Regions from separate parts of the Mus musculus genome. Here region 2 is linked to region 1. A link is a contact called in public promoter capture Hi-C data. All regions are on one chromosome and are shown on one strand. The core of a region is the stretch at or near the end of the contact, and the rest is flanking DNA. Distances in the headings are between cores, read along the strand shown.

Region 1 (2,700 bases), core at 200-2,699:
TTGAGGTCTCATAGAGACCAGGGTATTCTGAAATCAAGATTTAATTTAAGGGCGGCTCAGTGGTTAAGAGCACTGGCTGCTCTTCCGAAGGTCCCGAGTTCAAATCCCAGCAACCATATGGTGGCTCGCAAACATATGCAATGAGACCTGATGCCCTCTTCTGGTGTGTCTGAAAATAGCTACAGTGTACTTACATGGAATAAATATAAATCTTTTTTTAAAAAAAGAAAGGTTTTAAGATAGCTGGGCAAGCCAGGCGTGGTGAGACACCCCTTTAATCCCATCACTCAGGAGGCAGAGGCAGGTGGATTTCTGAGTTCGAGGCCAGCCTCATCTACAAAGTGAGTTCCAGGACAGCCAGGGCTACACAGAGAAACCCTGTCTCGAAAAACCAAAAACGAAAAAAAAAAAAAAAAAAAAAAAAAAAAAAAAGATAGCTGGGCAAGATGTTTCTGGCCTTTGATCCCTGCACTCTGGATGGCAGAGGCAGACTGATATTTGAGTTTGAGATCAGTCTCTAAAGCCAGATCCATTTAGAAAGTTCCAGAACAGCCAAGGCTTCATAATGAGATCTTGTCTCAAAAAACAAAGACAGTGATAACAATGATGATGAACATAGACTCAAGCATGCTAGACCAAATCACCACTAGACCTACTCCCTAGACTCTGATAAATAACTTACTAATAATATATATAAGAGTTATTCTCCTCCCAACTTCTTTTACATACATCACCGATGGGTGTGGTGGCACACAACTTTAGTCCTGGCACTTGGAAGACTGAGGCAGGCAGATTTTTCTGAGTTTGAGGCCTGTCTGGTCTTGGTGCCAAAAGACAGAAAGAGAAGTAAAAGAGAAAACGGAAAATTAAAAAATGCAAGGAGGTGGTGGCGACACACTCTGATCCCAGTACTGCGCTCCGGAGGCAGAGGCAAGTGGATCTCATTGGATTGCAGGCCAGCCTGGTCTACAGCGCGAGTTCCAGGACAGCCAGGACTATGCAGAGAAATCCTGTCTCAAAACACCAAAAGGAAAGAAAGAGAGAGAAAGACAGAAAGAGAGGGAGAGAGAGATAAACTTTTACTGTTTATCATGAACGCCCCGACTCGTGTGCTTAGGTCAGAGGACAACTAACAGGAATCCTTTTTCCTCTGTGCTCAACCTCGTGGGTCTTAGGAATCGAACTCACATAATTAGGCTTGAAGGCAGGTGCTTTTACCCGCCGATCCATAGCCAGGCTCTCTTTTAGAATCCTAAAAGCCTGCAAACCGGCTCAAGCCTGTCTGGAGCTTCTTCCCCGTGGGTGGGTCTCCTTCCTGTCAGTTGTCCCTCCTCAAAGTCCCCGCCCACCAGGAAGGACATTTCTGGCTCTCTTCGGCACCCGTCCACCCTGCCTCCACGTGACACAAACAGACCGGGCACTTCCGCTTCCCCTCCGCTCTCCCCACTCACTGTCTACTCCCCCCTCGTCCCTGGGTCTCCCGCCCCGTGAGTTAGCGAGCGCCGGGAGGGCGGCGTCGCGGGCGGAGTCGCCCCGGGCTGACCCTTGCGGTCTTCCTTCTGGTCCCCGCAGGTCCCCGCGGAGGCGGAGGCGGGCGCCATGGCGGAGCTGACGGCTCTGGAGAGCCTCATCGAGATGGGCTTTCCCAGGGGACGCGCGTAAGGGAGCCTCCCCCTAGCCGGTGGTGGGAGGCCGCGGGCCTGGCCGGCCTGACTGTCACCATGGCTGGTGGGCGCTATTCACGGTGTTTCTGCCCCCAGGGAGAAGGCTCTGGCCCTCACAGGGAACCAGGGCATCGAGGCTGCGATGGATTGGTGAGCGGGCGACCCGCACGGGTGGCGGGAGTTTGGGAGCCGCTGGGCAAGGTGGCCTCCAGGCTAACCAACCCCTGCCTACTTTCTCCGCGCAGGCTGATGGAGCATGAAGACGACCCCGATGTGGATGAGCCTCTGGAGACTCCCCTCAGCCATGTCCTGGGACGAGAACCCACGCCCTCAGAGCAAGTTGGCCCTGAAGGTCCTGACTGGGAGACATCTTGTGATTCTAGAGACCTTGAAAGGGCCCCGAGAAAATCAGAATGATCTTATTCTAAATACTAATCCTGGTTGCTTGTTTGCAGGCTCTGGGTCTGCTGCTGGAGAAAGCAGACCCATTTTGACTGAAGAGGAGAGACAAGAACAGACCAAGAGGTGACTGGCAAGTTCAGTGTGTGTGTGTGTGTGTGTGTTTTGTTTGGAGTCTGCCTAACTCTTGCCCAGGCTGAACTCCGGATCCTCCTGCCTCCGCCTCCAGAGTGCTGAGATGTGGCCTTCACTGTGCCTTGCATTATTTTTTTGAGACGCAGTCCAGCTGTGTACCTCAGGCTGCGCTGGAACCCCGTATGCGGCCTAGGCTAAATTCGAAGCCACATTCTTCTAGTGCTGGGATTACAGGCCTGGGCCACCATAGCCCAGTGACACACTTTACCAAGGGTCATGGGTCATCTTCCTTCCTCTCAAATACAAACAAGTCTGATCATAGAACCTGACCTTTCCGGTTTTGAGGGTGTGCTGCAAGTCACCAGGAAACATCTCACATAGCTCAGGACTGGTCTCAAACTCCTGTGTGGCTGCAGATTCCCCTGAAATCCCAACTCTCTTGCCTCTCCTTTGCAAATGCAGGGATTATAGATATGCATCACTATGCCCTTTCTTTAAAAAC
Region 2 (2,700 bases), core at 51-2,550, 210 kb before region 1:
TGGCAGCCTCAAGAGTACAGATGCCCCCACACGTACCTGCCACCTGTGTCCCGTATCTGCTGGCCCAAGCCCCAGAGTCGTCGTCAATTTCTTCCTTTTCTGGTTCCTTTGGCAACTGAGCTCCAGTCTCAACATTGGTAGGAAAATGAAGAGAGAAGGAAGAATGGGTGTGCCCCGGACTCCAAAACCCTGAGCTTAGAGCTCACCTGGAACCTACCTTTAGCTTTCTCTCCTCCATAAAGGCAATCTTGATTTCGGTCCTTCCCACCTCCCTCCCAGGGCTTCATCACAGCCCATGGGGCAAAACACACAGGAGCTTTTAGTGTTTCCAATTCTCCTCGGTGGTCAGCTCTCCAGGAAGTCTCTATTGGGGCATTGCTGGACCCAGGTCCCTATGACAAAGCCCCCAGGGGTTGTCTCTATCTCCAAGGAGACTCTACACAGAAATCCAAACCAGCCTGGGGGGGAGGGGGGATGAGGGTCAAACCGTAGGCTGAGAGGAGGAGTGGCTCGTACTTCCCAGGTACACACCTGTGAACCTAAAGTGGGAGTCAGGGGAGACAGTTTGACAAGCAGGGAGGAGAGCAGTCTGTCTGCCTGTCTGTCTGTCTACCAAGGGGAAGCTGGAGGTGGAGCAGTCAGGGAGGTAGATGCTACCTCACTTGTCAAAATTAGCCAATTCCACAGTTGGGCAACACTCAGACATACACTGAGCACAGACACACGCTCCCACATGCGTTCTGGCTCCAGATTGGCAGGGTCACACCTGGATTTACGTAGGCTGCATAATGACATGAGCACACATGTCATACTACACATGCCGGACCCTGAACAGCATATGGAACAAACACAGTTTCTCCAGTGCTCCACAAACCAGATACACATATACCCTCACACCAGACCTTTCCATACACCAGAGTGCACTGCCCAGCATGCGGGCATGTCACTCCGTCCCAGGGTGGGTGAGCCAGCCCTCTGGGTCTGGTCCAAGTTGGAACCTCTCACGTGAGGCCCAATGTGTCATTTTCAAACAGAAGGAATTTAGCTCCCTCACAGCAGGGAGGAAGAGCAGGGTGTGTGGCTGGGTGGGTGGGTGGGTGGGCGCGTGGGCATGTTCATGGGGGGAGGGTATGCAAAGGAAGCAGGCATGTGAATAATGGGGCATGTGTGTCGGGGCATGTGTGTTGGGACATGGTGCACAGGAGTTGGGGGCTTTCCGGTTGGGTGGGGGAAGGTGCCCGGGAAACAGAGTGTGCCTTTGTGAGAGGGTGTGTGTGTGTGTGTGTGTGTGTGTGTGTGTGTGTGTGTGTGTGCCGCCAGTCTGTGTGCAGTGGGTGTGGGTGTTTGTCTCCCTGTATCCGCCTTCTCTCTCCTCTTGGACTTTTAGCTTTCCTGGGCTCTCTTTCCTCATGTCCTGCCTCCTCCCTCTCGAGGCTCAAAGTGGGTGCCCTTGTGGACAAGGGGGGCACACTCCAGGACTTAGTCCAACCCCAGATGCTGCCTGAGGCTTCCCTCCTGCTCCCCCTCCCTTTCTTTCCTCCCTTTCCTCCCTCCCTCTCTTTCCCTTCCTCCCTCCCCCCCAAGGCTGGCGTGCCAGGGGGTGGGACATGCCAATCACTGGCTGTGCCTCTCCGGCTGCCAGCACAGGGCGCAGCTCCCCCCGGGAGCCAGGTGTTTGGGTCCCAGGAGACACTGCAGGCCCCCGGAGAAGCACTGAAGCTGAGGACCCTACAGACCCCTCTCCGGTCCCATGGTGAGTACATTTGGAAGGGCTTGGGAGGGGCTGTGTTGAGCTGGGTGCAGAAGCATCAGGGTCCTCTGAGACAGGGCAGGGACAAGGATGAGACAGGAATGGGGGTGGATTCTTGAAAGGGGAGGTGGCCAGGGAGGGGTCTAGAGGCCAAGAGGGCTCTCTAGCAGTGGGCATTGGCTGCTACAAACACCCTGTCTGCTGCTTCTCAGTGGATTTATCTGATGTTTTTCTGTGCTTTAGCTGGCAGAAGAGGTAAAGACCTTCTTAGGAAACTCAACCTAGACTTCAGAAGAGATTAGATGGCTGTGTGGTTAGCAGATCCCCCAGCACACTAAAGGCAGAAGGGGAAGGGCAGGAGGCAGCCCTGGCTACCAGCACCTAGTTGAAGAGTGACCCCATGTACATACTTTTGGGGACACCAGTCCCAGAGCCTCCTTCTCTCCTCCTTCAGGAAACCCTGAATCCTACCTCCCCTATCCACCTTCAGCCCCCCAAGATGGATTGAATGAGGCTGCTGGCCAGATGGACAAGCTGGATGCCAAGGTGGGTGTTGGGCCAGAAGCCAGCAGGAGACCAGGCAAAAAGCCCCAGTGCTCTTTGGAGACAGATAAGCACATGGATAGCCACACCACCCAGACAATGTGGTCCTGGCACGCGAGGGGACCCAGAGGGCCCTCCCTGTGTTTTTGTATCTTTGGCTTGCAGAAGGCAGGTTTCGGGCAATACAAGGGTACTGATGCACACACATGTTCCCTGACTCCAGTAAGGATGAGTTAAATCCAGAGGCTCTGACTCTTGGAGTTGCCACCTCTAAGACAGGTGTCTGGAGAAGGGGCAGTTGGCTCATGGAAATTTCTTCACCTTAGAGGTTCTTAGCGCCAGTGGAGAGGGGTTCAGTTCTTCTTACAGTGCACATCTATCTGCAGCTCATCCCATTGGCTCAGTGA

What was found. Promoter capture Hi-C pulls out the DNA fragments that hold promoters and counts their contacts.
Region 2: a contact with region 1 is called in a promoter capture Hi-C map of neutrophils. The contact joins the promoter of Chrm1 here to the promoter of Ubxn1 in region 1. A contact is called at or near these places in 2 of 39 promoter capture datasets (cranial neural crest and neutrophils) and 1 of 9 other capture datasets (liver).

What each region holds. Positions count from the first base shown.
Region 1 is chr19:8,870,099-8,872,798 of GRCm38.p6, forward strand. It overlaps Ubxn1 (UBX domain protein 1), which reads left to right and starts at 1,450. Exons shown (of 9, transcript NM_001362044.1): 1 at 1,450-1,658; 2 at 1,761-1,814; 3 at 1,910-2,016; 4 at 2,120-2,189. The coding sequence starts at 1,600.
Region 2 is chr19:8,662,705-8,665,404 of GRCm38.p6, forward strand. Chrm1 (cholinergic receptor, muscarinic 1, CNS) reads left to right here and starts at 1,301. Exons shown (of 3, transcript NM_001112697.1): 1 at 1,301-1,753; 2 at 2,205-2,296. 9830166K06Rik (RIKEN cDNA 9830166K06 gene) reads right to left here and starts at 631. Exons shown (of 3, transcript NR_045314.1): 1 at 37-631.